Linked DNA regions of Oryzias latipes: region 1 is linked to region 2. A link is a contact called in public Hi-C data. All regions are on one chromosome and are shown on one strand. The core of a region is the stretch at or near the end of the contact, and the rest is flanking DNA. Distances in the headings are between cores, read along the strand shown.

What was found. Hi-C and Micro-C count contacts between places; a contact is called where the count stands out from the background.
Region 1: a contact with region 2 is called in a Hi-C map of embryo, with 2.1 times the contacts expected there. The contact joins the promoter of caskin1 here to the promoter of rad23a in region 2. A contact is called at or near these places in 2 of 5 Hi-C or Micro-C datasets (embryo and fibroblasts).

What each region holds. Positions count from the first base shown.
Region 1 is chr8:23,139,071-23,145,826 of ASM223467v1, reverse strand. It overlaps caskin1 (caskin-1), which reads left to right and starts at 5,316. Exons shown (of 24, transcript XM_023957765.1): 1 at 5,316-6,006. The coding sequence starts at 5,919. LOC101168959 (phosphoribosyl pyrophosphate synthase-associated protein 2) reads right to left here and starts at 2,047. Exons shown (of 11, transcript XM_004071852.3): 1 at 1,917-2,047.
Region 2 is chr8:22,939,973-22,946,625 of ASM223467v1, reverse strand. It overlaps rad23a (UV excision repair protein RAD23 homolog A), which reads left to right and starts at 1,307. Exons shown (of 9, transcript XM_023957763.1): 1 at 1,307-1,557; 2 at 2,216-2,377; 3 at 2,482-2,678; 4 at 5,113-5,156; 5 at 5,592-5,719. The coding sequence starts at 1,492.

The sequences.
Region 1 (6,756 bases), core at 4,067-6,566, 200 kb before region 2:
ATCTCAAAGTCAAAGATCCAAATATTTGTGTTTTTCCAAACCTGCATCAGCAGAGAGCCGCAGGAGGAGAGCACGGCTTCTCCGTGTTCACGAAGGTCACGCCTTCACCGTGTGAGGAGCGGGTGACATTATTCTGAGAACAGAGCAGCGTTCTCCATCCCGGGTCGGGATCAGATTTTAGAGATATGGGTGCTAAGGGAAACCTGAAAATAGGAATTTAGTCCCAAGAACTGATTCTGACTGCGAACGAACATAAAAGAAACGATTTTAACTTCCATTTAAATCTAAATGAAATGTTTTGATTCGTTATTTCAGCCGCTGCAGAATAGAAACACGTGAATAAATGTTGACTTTGGGGGGAAGAACAGCATCAAAATGTTCAGGCTTTTATTGCATCGGTGCTTACGTCAGTCCGCAGACTGACCTTCTGGAAACTCTTCATTACCTTTCTACCTGTTTATAGGCACACCTGGATTACGTTCACCTGAACTTCTTGACATAAAATGTAAAGCTGAGGCCAAACATCAGACAGAAAGTCACACAGGCCACCTCTGCAGGTCTTCAAGCTGAGACCAACATGTTTCGGTTTATTAAAAGTATTAACGGACATTTCCATTAGTCATTATCGTTTTAGCCTAAAATGGACTTAAGCAAGAACAAAACTGTCTCCAAAACTAGTAGGCAGCTGAAAAAATGCAAAGAAACTGTGATTTTAATTTCAAACATACAACAGTGCACTGACATTTCAAAACATACTTCAGTTTTTTAGTATCTGGAAGAACAAAATGAGAAGAAATGACCTTAAATGCCGTGTTTGGTCTTTGATTGGACTTTAAATGATTCGTTTTGGTAAAAAGTTATTTGAATTTGTCAGTTAAACTTGTTTTTGAGCGAATCTGACTCCAGTTTAAGTCCCATTTCCTGATGTAATTACGATCGGACTTCATCCAACCACAACGCCAGAAGATTTGGGTTTTCTCTTCTTTCAAATACATTTGAATTATTTATTATAATCATTAATATTTGTATTATTACTATTTTTCTCTTTTTCCTCATCTATTATAGTTGGTGTTTGCTTGATTTTCTTTTTTAGGGGCAGCCTTCAATAATGTAAAAAAGCCTATTTGTGTTGCTGTTATACTACTGATGTTGTAGCTGTTATCATCTTTAAGTTTGTCTCATATGATTTGTAATTATAAACATCTTTAAAATAATAATATAAAAAAGATATGAAGTATTCTTCTATGAACGCAGCTTTAGTGTGTAGATTTGTTTCTAACATACCTAAAAAGGCAACTTTTGATTATAAACTAAAGGAATAAACTCTAAATGTTTCCTTTTTGCATGAAGTGTGTCATTGCACACAAATAAATGCAATACAGCTTTGAATTCATTCATTGGTATTAAAATGTAGGAGATGCAGCCAGAAGACAGAAAAATGTGCCTTTTTCACAGCTTTCACTGTGAGAAAAATCAAGAATCAAACTGAAATGATTGCATTTTTAGCAACAATGTTGTTTAATATGTTATTTATAACCTGAAAACTGCGAGGACACCCGGGACTCCTAACTACCAAACACAAGGACGTTAGCTTCGTGTTGCTAAGCTAGCTTAATTCTCGATTGTCGTTTACTTTGGATTTTAATTATAAACTCTGAGATATACGTAATGTTAGGGTATATAGTAATAATTATTAGATAAAGTAAAGGCGAGCTGGTTTGTTTGTTCCAGTAAATTGAAATGTGTAAACTACAATCAATAGAGCAGCAGCTAGCCAGCGGCTAACACCGCGGTACTAACGCGTTTTCTCGCTGAACAGGAGAACCCTGCCGGGAAATCACGCGCGTCTCTCAACTGCGTTGCGTCAAAACGCTTCGAAATTTCGAGGATCAAACAAACCAAGCACAGCTCCTCACCAGCTTGTGCGTTAAGTCCAGCTGTAACCTGCAAACAACTGTTTTGAGCTAAGAAATCTCGGACTGTTGTCAACCTGCTCCCTTCACTCACTCTACGACTGTCGGACTCCGCGTCATCAGCCTTTGCAACGGCCTTAGCCAATCAGAAACCAGAACGCTGAGAAGGGCGAGGCAAGAAGCTGCATTCAAGTACCAGGGAGAAAATTGTTAACAAATCCCCACCGTCACTACTGTCATGTTTCTATCATGAAAGTTGGCGTTTATTTTGTACTACGTCACACTATTGTAGAATCTTATTTTTAAAATGATAATAGAGTTTAAATATGTAACACAATATATGCTATAACTCTTTAATTTTTCAGTGACATAGTTGTAAACGAGCAGATATGAAGTTTCGATCAGTTTTTTAGTGTGTATATACTGTTTTCTGCCACGTGGGGGCAGTGTTACTGTAAACTCTCCACACAAACCTGTAACATCTTACTCCTAATGTTAAAAATGACATAGAAGTTCAAGATTTATATAAAAATAAACAATGCCGAATAAAATTGTGTTGCTACTTGTAAAAAATATTCATATGTCTCATTATTTGCTGATATTGTGGGTAAATTTCTATTTCAATGCCATGATGTTGCAGTTTCAAGATGGATGAACTTCTTCACCCTTCCTCATGTCGTATTCACATCAAACATAAACTATATCCCACAGTTCTTAAATAAAATTAGAAAAATACAAATCTAATATAAAATAGACAAATTAAATCTATCTATAATGTCTTTGCTTTGCTATCTATAATGTCTTTGCTTTGCTTTAATGTTACTGCTGCTTCATTCTTTAGACAAACATAAAAAACTACAGCAGCAGCAGGACGGACAAGCTGGTGCAGAAAAGTGCTCTTCATATGTACATTTACTCCCTAAGCATTGTATTAACACAGGTCCAAGCTACACAAAGAGCAACATTTGCATTCTATAGATACATGAATAATCTCCCGGTAGCACACGGGCCAACCTTTAGTGTTCTTACATAACTCGTGGATGTGTGGAGGAGGCCTGGAGCAGCGATGAAGCTCCGCTCTCTGCCCACACACACACAATGGAGAGGAGAGTGGAGTCAAAAAATCTGGAGGAGGACGGACAGAGACAAATAACATGTTGCTGGCAAAAGTCGGAAGAGTCTTTCCAGTTCTGGACGTGCTCCTGAATATGGATGGATAGTCAGGAGAAAATATCAAATTCCTGATTTTTTTTTTCTGCTTATATTTTGGCAGAAGATGATAGATTCTTCCCAACTTCCAGGTGTTTTTGGCTGCAGCAGCAGATTAACTGAACTCAGCTGAACAGAACTGCTGGATCCGTTCCTGCTGTTGGACCCTCAGCTGAACAACAACAGTCTCAGCTCCAACCGACTGCCATTGATGAAAAAGACGCTTTGATGATAGTTTGAGCAGAAATACAATCAATAATCAGAGGTTTGTGTCTTTCACCTATTTGGTCTGCATTGTGAATGCAGCTAATGCCCCCCCATTTAAAAAACAAAACAAAAACAATATACATCTTTAGTTTCGTTGTTGCATTACAAACTTGAAGGAATCGCTGCAGCAGCTTATAGGTTTTTGGTATTCTTGCTTGAATTTCATGTAATGATCCATTAATTAAGCATGAAACACAAAAATCACTGAACCATCAACATATTTTAAATGTAAAAGATTAAAATAGTCGTCCCGGTTGTGGTGGGGACTGTGGCTGAGGCGGCTCCTGATATGAACAGATTTCCAAATACTGTTTCCTCACAGCAGAGACAAGCCTTGTGCTTCTGTTAGAATTCACTTATTCATTGTGTGTGGGGTCATGGGTTGTGTGTGCCAGTGGAGGGAGGGGGGTTATGGTAAAGGACGGGCTGTGTTTTCCTCGTTTTATGTCAATCTGTCTCTGTTTTTAACTGTAAAGCTCTTTTTTGTAAATAAAGTTTGATTGATCGCCTAATGTCTCTTTAACAAACCGTGTTTATTTAAACTAGACTGAAACAGAATGACACCAAATTTACCAAATTACACCATATTTAGTTATTATTTAAGTGACTCAGTCAATTTAAAAAAAACAGACACAGTTCAATAAAACTTTAAAGTTTGTTCATCTTTTGATCTTTTCTTAAACTGTTTTGGTCTTTTAATTATGATTATGCAATTTTCAGCCAAAATAACAAAACAAAAAAACCTTTTGCCATTTTCTAGGACATAGTTGCTGCAGAGCGGCAGGAGTTCATTAGAAATTTACCTTTGAATTGTTGGCAGGAATCTTGGTGGAGCAATCCTGCCCCCCTTCTCCTCCACGTTGCTGCAAACTGTCTGTTTACACTCTCTCCAGCTAGCTTACAGCCCCTCACATCCCCAACCTTAGCAACAGCGGTGCAACAAAAATGGCGAGCAGTATTGGCGGCCTCCAGCCGTAGAGTTCTGATCCAGATTCCGGCTCAGACGGGGACAAAAAGGGCGTTCCTGGATCTATTTGTCTATAAGTGGAGGCATCAGAACGGAGCAGAGCAGGGAGCCTGTGGCCCCGCCCCTCGGTCACAAATCGGATCTTTTTTCATCTGCTCCTTTTTCACAATAATTTGATTAAAGAAATACTCAGAAATGCATTTTTAAACTCCTTTTTTACATCCTCCATCGTCCGAAAAAAGCCATAAGAACCTGTTAAAAACGTCAAAAACACATCAGATTAGGGTTTAAGTTCTCTGTAATCAAGCCAAACATTTAGTTTACTTGTAGTTTCATTTTCCGCTGTCACAATATTTTTCTAGATTCTTTTTCTAGATAAACTCTGGAATTATTTTGTATTGAAAAACATGAAACACCCAAAGGATCCACCTGCTGCTGTCCCGCATTTTAGACAGTTTGAGGATTTCACCTTTAACGGGTTTCTTCTCCTGAAATCCAGAGTTCTGGACGTGGATGTGCTCCCGGTGTGATCTAGAGCCAACAGCAGTCATTTACTTCTGCACACAGAGCAGTTCATGGGCGCCCAAACAGGCCCACATCATGATTCTGCCTCTCTCGTGCCTGACAGCTGAAATTAGATTATGTTTTGTTGGTTGAGTGAGAACATGATGTCACTAATCAAAGGTTTCTCCGCGATGAAACTCGATAAAAAGCAGATCGTAGTGAATAGAAAGGGTTCTGACTGAGGTTCGGTTCGGAGGCTGATGGGTGTGTCGTCATGATCCGGATCCATCTGCGCACAGCAGCCGCACAAACAGACAGAGGAGGAGGCGGGAGAGCCGTTCTGTTGGGGTCCGCCCCCAACTTGGAACACATGAGCCGTTTAGTGGTTGGAGAGCTGGGCCAGCTGTAGAGCGCGCGAGCGCGTGCCCCCTCCCGCGCGGTCCCTCCCCCCTCCCCCCCCCCCACGCGGACAGAAACCGTCACCGAATAGAGAGCCGGGGCGCACGCGGAGCGATGGTTGCTGCAGCGCCGCTGGGCCGAGTTTAGGACGCACGGCGCCGAGAGAGGCCAGCCTGGCGCGCGCACGATCCTCGCAGCGCTGACGCGCAGCGCGTGGAGCTCGTCTCTGGCCGCACCGCGTCCTCTTCGGCGCGGATCGGGGCTGAGCGGTGCGCTGCTGTGCGTTTGGAGCTTCGAACCTCCGGTCCCGACTGCCGACGTGACACCGGACCTTTCATCTCCATCAACCTCACGAGCCTCCAGACGCGCCCGGGATTCTGAATCCAGCCACGCTGCACCCATAGGCGGGGTGGCGGCTGGTGGTGGTGGTGGTGGAGGAGGAGGGGGGGGACCAGAGAGCATCCCTCCATTCCAGCGGCTCTGCCTCCTCGCTGCATCACATGCCACAGCGGGTGGAGGTCTTCCTCTCAGCCAGACAGCCAGGAGGCGGTGGAGGCAGGCGGCTCGCGGCCGCAGACGCGCCCTGCACGCGAAGAGGCTGCGCAGAGGCGCCGCCGCGTCGGAGGATGCTGCGGGAGTGAAGCTGCTCAGAGCGGAAGATGGGGAAGGACCAGGAACTGCTGCAGGCGGTGAAGACCGAGGACCTGCTCACCGTGCAGAAGCTGCTGCAGAGGCCTGGGAAAGCAAGTAAGAGCTACAGACACAGCTGGAGGTTTGCTGCCGCGAGGCCTCACGAGCGTGTGTGTGTGTGTGTGTGTGTGTGGGGGGGGGGGTCTCTGGAGAAGATTAGCAGCAGGATTGGAGACCGATAGTCCATCTCCAGACCCCAAGTGAGGCCACTGCAGCACAGGGAGGAGGATGTGAGCCTGCTGAAGATGATACTCCTTTGACTGTTGGCTCAGTCATTCTATTCTATTCTATTCTATTCTATTCTATTCTATTCTATTCTATTCTATTCTATTCTATTCTACTCTACTCTACTCTACTCTACTCTATTCTATTCTATTCTAGTCAGTCATGTTGGGTTCTGCTTGGTTCTGCTGGGTGTGCAGACCCTCTCCCCTCGTTGGTGCTGCTCTGCAGCCTCCAGTCTGTTCCTCACTCAGCCCACTCTAGTGTGTGGGCAGCACAGACACCGGCCTGCCTGAGCGCTCATGAGCAAATCAAAGCATCTTGTCCCATTTTTACAGTTTTGCTTCTCTGGACTGAAATGAGAGGGGGTCCGCTCGTCCGCCACCAGAGTTTATATTCCGTCCAGGTTCTGACTGGATCGTTGGTTCTGGAGCCTTCAGCTAAAACCCAGCAGTTTGTCGCCTCACTGTGAGAATAAAAGTGGCTTCCTGTAGTTGGGTTCAGATTTAACAGCAGGCAGGGCCTTCAGGAGGGACGTTCTTTAAGGTCATCCCAAGGTCAGGACGCCATGGTCAGAGGACCTTC
Region 2 (6,653 bases), core at 58-2,557:
GCTCAATTCTGTCTTTTAAAATCACTTCCTAAACTCTTTTATGCAGCAGATACCCAAAGAATCCCTTTCTCCTAGGTTTTCATTGACACACGTTGACACCAAAGTCCTTTCGTTTGAACCAGTTTGTGTTGGTCGTGTGATAGTGGCATTAAAGTCTGCTGTGCAGAAAAAAGGCCCTCCAGGTGTGAATGCAGATATCCACTGTGCCTGAATCAGGAGGAAATAAACAAAGAGTGAGTTAATATTATACCCAATGATGAATAAAAGAAGTTTACAGCACGATGAAGTTTATGGTTATGTGGCTCCTTCTAATGCAAAGTTTAAGTAAATGCGTGTTTTGGGCGTCTCGCATCACGCATAGCTATAGGTTTTTGTGTTCAAAACTTGCGACCATTGACTGTGTGTGATGAAAGGTTAACCAGGTCAAACTTTGACCAATCAGGGACTCGGATTTGGTAGTGATTTGGCGTTGTAAACGTCGCTTCAGACTCAAAGACCCACCCCAATGAAAGTGGGGTTTTTAAATTGTTCTTGTGGCATTTTTCGGACAATGGAGAACACATATAAAGAAAATTCAGCTTCAAATTGGGGGGGATCCCGAGCACAGCTGTGTCACCGCTCCCCCAGGGGATGGGTCAGAACATGATGTGTATAAAAGTTTTGTGAATCTGGAACAGACAAAAAAAATGCCATCTTAGAAAGCTTGTAGCTGTGACACGGATACTTGTGACCTAGAAAATACACTGGGCGGGGCCACAAACTCACTGCTTTGCTGCATTTTGATGCATCCGCCTGTAGACCAGATCCATGTAGGCTACATCTTTGTTTTACTCGTCCGAGCTGGCGTCTGGCTCAAAGCCGGTCAGCACCAATATTTGTTGCACTGATAATGTTAGGTTGTGTGGGGCTGTAAGCTAGCAGGAGAGCATGTAAACAGAAGGGTGATGGGAAGGGGGGCCTGGGTAGCTCCGCACCAGAAGTGTTTCCTACAAACTTAGAGGTGAATTTTTAATGAACTGCTGCTGCTTTGCAGGAACTACGTCCACGAAATCAACACAGGTTTTTGAATTTTTTTGTCTAAAAACAGCATAATCGTCACTAAAAGACCACCAGGAACGCTTTGAAAATAGATCAAAAGATGATCAAAGTGGGACTTTGAGTCTCACAGGCACTTAACATGATCAGAATGTATTTCTATATAGTTAAAAAGTTATAAGTCTTGTGATTTCTGTGCGCGTGTGTTTGTCTTGCTTGTTTTCTAAAGCTTTTGTGCTGCTGGCCCTCTCGTGGTTTCTCGCGATATCTCACAGCCTCCAAGCAGGAGTGCCCGTAACTTGTCACCAAAGATGGCGATTTGCTGAGTGCTCATGGATACACACATTTCTCGGCTAGTTGTTATCTTACTCAAAACGCGAACCTGAGACACAGACTGACTTTTTTTTCCTTTAGTGCGCCGCTCTTTTTCCAGTTTGAAGCACACCGGACGCCGCCATGCAGATCACTCTGAAAACGCTGCAGCAGCAGACGATTCAGATTGAAATAGACCCCGAACAAACGGTAAGTGGCTAACAGCTAACTGCGTTAGCTTCCAGCACCGGAGTTGTCTTTTAGCTCCGCGTGCACACCCGACAGCTCCATAGAGCAGGTACAGTGAAAGGAACTAACTTTTATCACATCGAATTAATTTCTGAATTGTGTGAACATTTAAGCCACACAAAAAATGCTTAAAATTAAGAACACACCTGTTCCTTTACGCGCTGAAGCTACCTCGCTAAGCTAGGTTTCAAGCTAATGTTGCTAAAATTAACAGAGTCATTGGGCCGCCACCTGAAAGCTGGTTGTCACTAGTTGAAGTTGCTGACAGAGGATTGTTGCGGCCTTTTTGGCTGTGAATATATGAGGTAAAACCACCAACATGTGTGAATCAGAGACGCTCAGTCAGTGCGCTGGTGGTGACGAAGGATGATGCGCGTGCTCTAAATGCTCATCATGACACTGCCAATCACGCCTAGCTCCTGATAGATAGCCCAGCTCTGGAAGCCTAGATGGATTGGGTTAACTTCTACTGTTTAGATGTCTAACAAAAGTAAAATACACGCTGGTGCTCCAGATTTGGCCTTTTTCGCATGGAGGCGGCTGGGGTGTGGCTTTCAGGTGTTGAGGATAGGCTGCCTCCGGGTAGTCCGACCATCATGTCTGCCCTCTTGTGTGTCAGGTCAAGGCCTTGAAGGAGAAGATAGAGGCTGAACGAGGAAAAGACAACTTTCCTGTTTCTGGGCAGAAGCTGATATACGCCGGGAAAATCTTGCAAGACGATACGCCAATCAAAGACTACAAAATCGATGAGAAGAATTTTGTTGTAGTGATGGTATCCAAGGTGAGACTGCATGGTCCAGCTTTTTATCTTTTTTTATGTGTGCAGCGGACTCGCGTCTGGATGCAGTTCCTCTGACGTTTTCATTTGTTTTCTGAACACGTTAGGCTAAGCCTGCAGCCACGACCTCGGCACCAGCCCCGGAAGCCCCCAAGCCCCCCGCACAGGACTCTGGCTCCACATCAACCGCTGCCCCGCCTTCAAATCCTCCTGCTGCACCCACCCCTGCAGCTGTCCCTATTCCTCCTGAGGAGGCCAAACAGGAGCAAAGTGCCGAAGCCACAGAACCACAGCAGCCCGCCAGGTAACAGGCGTACCGCCACGCTCGCCGGTGTCAGCTGGTAGAAAAGGGAGACGAAATGGGGAAAGAAGTCACTTAAATCTGAGCGGGTTTGTACGATGACTTAGCATTTAATTCAGCAGAATGCAGTGAGTTCGGCTGTTGTTTTCTTTATAAACAAAACAAAAACAAACATCATTTTGTTGTTTTGCGGGATTCAGACACTGACGTCTCCATCATAGTTACAATGACTTTGCAAATCATTTACAAGATTTTCATAATATCCTTAACTTTTGTATCACATTTTTTACTTAAATCGACAATTAGATTTAAAGGAAGTGACTATTTCACCGTAATTAGGGCAGGGCTTATGGTTACAGGTAAGGTTAGGGTTCAAATACGTGCAGCAATGTGTATTTGGGCCACATGGTTTTCGTGTGATCCACATGTTTTTCCATCAGTTTTTGTGCTGGTTGCACGTAAACGCCTGCGAATAACATCGACCATATTTAAAACAATTACCGTAATTTCCGAACTATAAGCCGCTACTTTTTTCCTGCGCTTACAGCCGTGCGGCTTATTCAGTGACGAGGCTAATTTATGGTTTTATTTGGCGGCCGCCATGTACGTACTTTCGGACACAGTGAATGGTTAGAATTCTCTATCTAACACCAAGGGCAAGTCATTTGTTTTTCAATACACGTCTAGGCAGCCAAACAGCATGGACCTAACTTCAGGTCTTAGACACTTCAGTCATGGTTCCACAAACGAAACACGCATGCCCAGCCGCATCCCAGAATCCTTTGGTGCCATTAGACCCAACGTGCACGTGATCGCCACTGCAATATGATGAAGCTTTCAAGTTAAAAGCAATCGTTAGAAGCAGCGTGAAAAAATCCACCATCACACTTACTCTGGGAGGCAGGACGTGATTTGTCAGGATGACAATGTTGCCTAATACATGCGGCTTGTACTCCGACGCGGCTTGTGTATGTAGAAAAGTAGTTAAACACGTGAAAATGGGTGGGTGCGGCTTGTAATTGGGTGCGCTTTGTAGTCCGGAATTTACGGTACTTTTCCGGAACTTATTTCAGTGAAATGAACATCTGTCCAATTTTTTAATCTACATAAAAACACTTTTACTGTATAGATTTATTTACTTCGGGGGACAGAAGCGCTTAAAGTTCGTTTAGTTTCTAAACGTAAAATCCAACATTATTCAGTAAATTTAGAGGGATGTCCTGATCGGGGTTATTTTTTCCAGTCCAATGCGAAACGACTCAGTCGGCCTGATTTCTGCTCACGTGATCAGATCTGGACATCACTAATAACTTCTCTGCTGTTAAACAGGGGCCTCCAAAGTTTTCAGAGTAGGAGGCTTCTAGGAGGGAAAGCAGGAGGCTACCACCCGGGCGGTGAAAGCAGGAGGGGTTGATTGAGTGGAGGCTAAACTAGCTTTTATTTTGAAAAATATTTTTATTTTGAAAAACTACCAGATCTTTTCGGTTGCATGTCTGTCACTTGGGTGCTAAACCCCATATTTTATGACAGAAGCCTGCATGTCATTGAGCCAGACTTTGGACATGCCAGATGGATGAGATGGCATAAACTTTAAAAACAAAGATTCCTTATTTATCTTGGGAATTACATTCTAAAAATAACCCTTGATAGGAAATCTGCAAAGTAATGAAGCTTTATATGTACAATAATTCTGGTATTTAAGGCTGTAAAGCTTCTCACTACACACCTGTCTACGTTTCTCAGACAAACATGAACATTTTCACACTTTTGTCTCTTGTTTAAAGTCTCAAAGTTCAAACCTTCACAGAATCTAAGGCCAGTATTGTAGAATGAAAATAGATCTGTTTATAGTAGAAAACACTGATGGTCATGTTTCTGAAATCAGGTGGTTGATTTTTTTCGGCTTTTCTGCTTTCTTCTTTTTTTAAAATTTATTTAAAATGTGTTTTTGTGGAGGGGTTGCACAGTGGTGTAGTGGCCAGCGCTCCTCCCTCGTAGCGAGAAGGTTCTGGTTCCAATCCCAGCCGGGTTTTGTCTGCGTGGAGTTTGCATGTTCTGTCTGCATGTGTGGAACTCCAAAAAACATTCCAAAAACACGCTTCATGGTTAATTGGTGAATCTCAATTGTCTCTAGGCGTGAATGTGAACTGGCGACCTGTTCAGGGTGTAGCCCACCTTCACCCAATAGTAGTTGGGATAGGCTCCAGCAACCATGTGACTCTAAAACTGATTCTGCCGGTTTAGGGGATGGATTGATGTTGTTTTTTGTCGATTTTGTTGAATAATTTAGGCGTTTGTGCTGTTTAAATGTTGGATTGATAAAGCTCTTCGAGGGTCTGAAGTCTTTCACATTAAGGCGGATTTGTTTTACTGTATATAAAGCTAAAATAACGTGATAGGATTTCAAATCAATCAGGATTTTCCTTGTCTTTTGTAGCTCCAGCGGCGGGAATCAGGGCCTGGACGCCTCTTCAGCGTTGGGTATGTGACGCTGAACCCTCACCTGATGACTCTATGCTCCGCCTGCAGTTGCTGCTCTCATCAACACAACACAAACCCTTCCTGTAATTAGAGGGCGACAAAAGCGAGCTGGCTCTTGTTGCGGGGTCACACAGAGGGATGGGGAGTCCCATGTGATGCAGTTATGAGCACATCTGCTGCACGCAGAGGCGACAGGAAGTCACGTCATTTGTCAGTCAAGTGCCAGAGAGCCTCTGTCTTCTGCGTTCAGCCTTTTGGTCTTGAAGTCAAGTTGAGACCGTTCCCATTTAAAACAGGGGAGCCTGACACAATAATCATGAAATGTTTGGACTATTCAAATCCCGAAACTCTTTATTTGACCCGTAAAACTTGACTGATTGTAGCTCAGGCTTGACCCCCTTTGCACAGAGGTTTGATTCCCGGTTTGTGTTTCAGTGACTGGAGCGGAGTACGAGGCCATGCTGACGGAGATCATGTCTATGGGATACGAGAGGGAGCGAGTGGTGGCGGCGCTGCGGGCCAGCTTCAACAACCCGCACAGAGCCGTGGAGTACCTCCTCACTGTACGTATGCTGAGGCCCCGCCCACCTGCCGGATGGGACGCTGCCTCTGAGCTCCCAGCCAGGGTGTGATGCTCTCACTACCGTAACCCTTCGACTGCGTACGCAATTCTTCTTTTCATTAACCTGTTTTTTAGTAGGGAATCAACACGAATCGGCTGATTCTGACACGGACAAAAGCGGCTTTTCATGTTGGCTTTGCACCGATAGACCACACATTTCTAACTTTAAAAGTGTTGCATGACGGCGCAAAGCTGTTTCCGCCACGGCAGAATCGGCTGTTGGTTGTGTAAACACTTGAGTCCTGTAAAGTGTTGCCCATCAGTGTGAAGCTCATTTTCTCCACTTCAGAATCCGTTGCGTGAACAGTCGTAGGGTTACGGTAGTGGAAAGAATGTAAACACTGGCGCTAAAGCTCTGGTGTCGCTGGACATTCACACAACAGACATCCGACCAACAGGAGGTGAGGTTGTGTGAGACGTTCACACCAAACGCGTATCTGACGCGTCAGATCTGCTGCTTAATGTTTATCCAAAGAACGCGTTCATAAATGGACGTCTGAGACGAGCTGCCGGTTCAGATTTTGGAAGCATTGACTCCATATCCCGTTTACAGTGCATGGAAGACACGGATGATGTTTAGAGATCAGGTTTACGTGTTTTAAAAGACTTCTACAGAAACATTGGTGATCCCGCCTCCACGTCTGGGTTCATGACATCATTCAGAGACTCTCCCGGTACGCTGAGCTTCACCGTCTGCTGCAGGAGCTGCGTCTGATTGACAGCTGCTCCCGACTCTCCCTGACCCAGTTTGACGACTCGCTGTCCCGCATGAGTCCTGGGAGGGAAAAAATACAAATGAGAATCAAATTAGAGGAACTTTCCATTATTGTATCGACGGAAAAAGCAAAACAAAATAATGGTCCTAATCTTTTCAG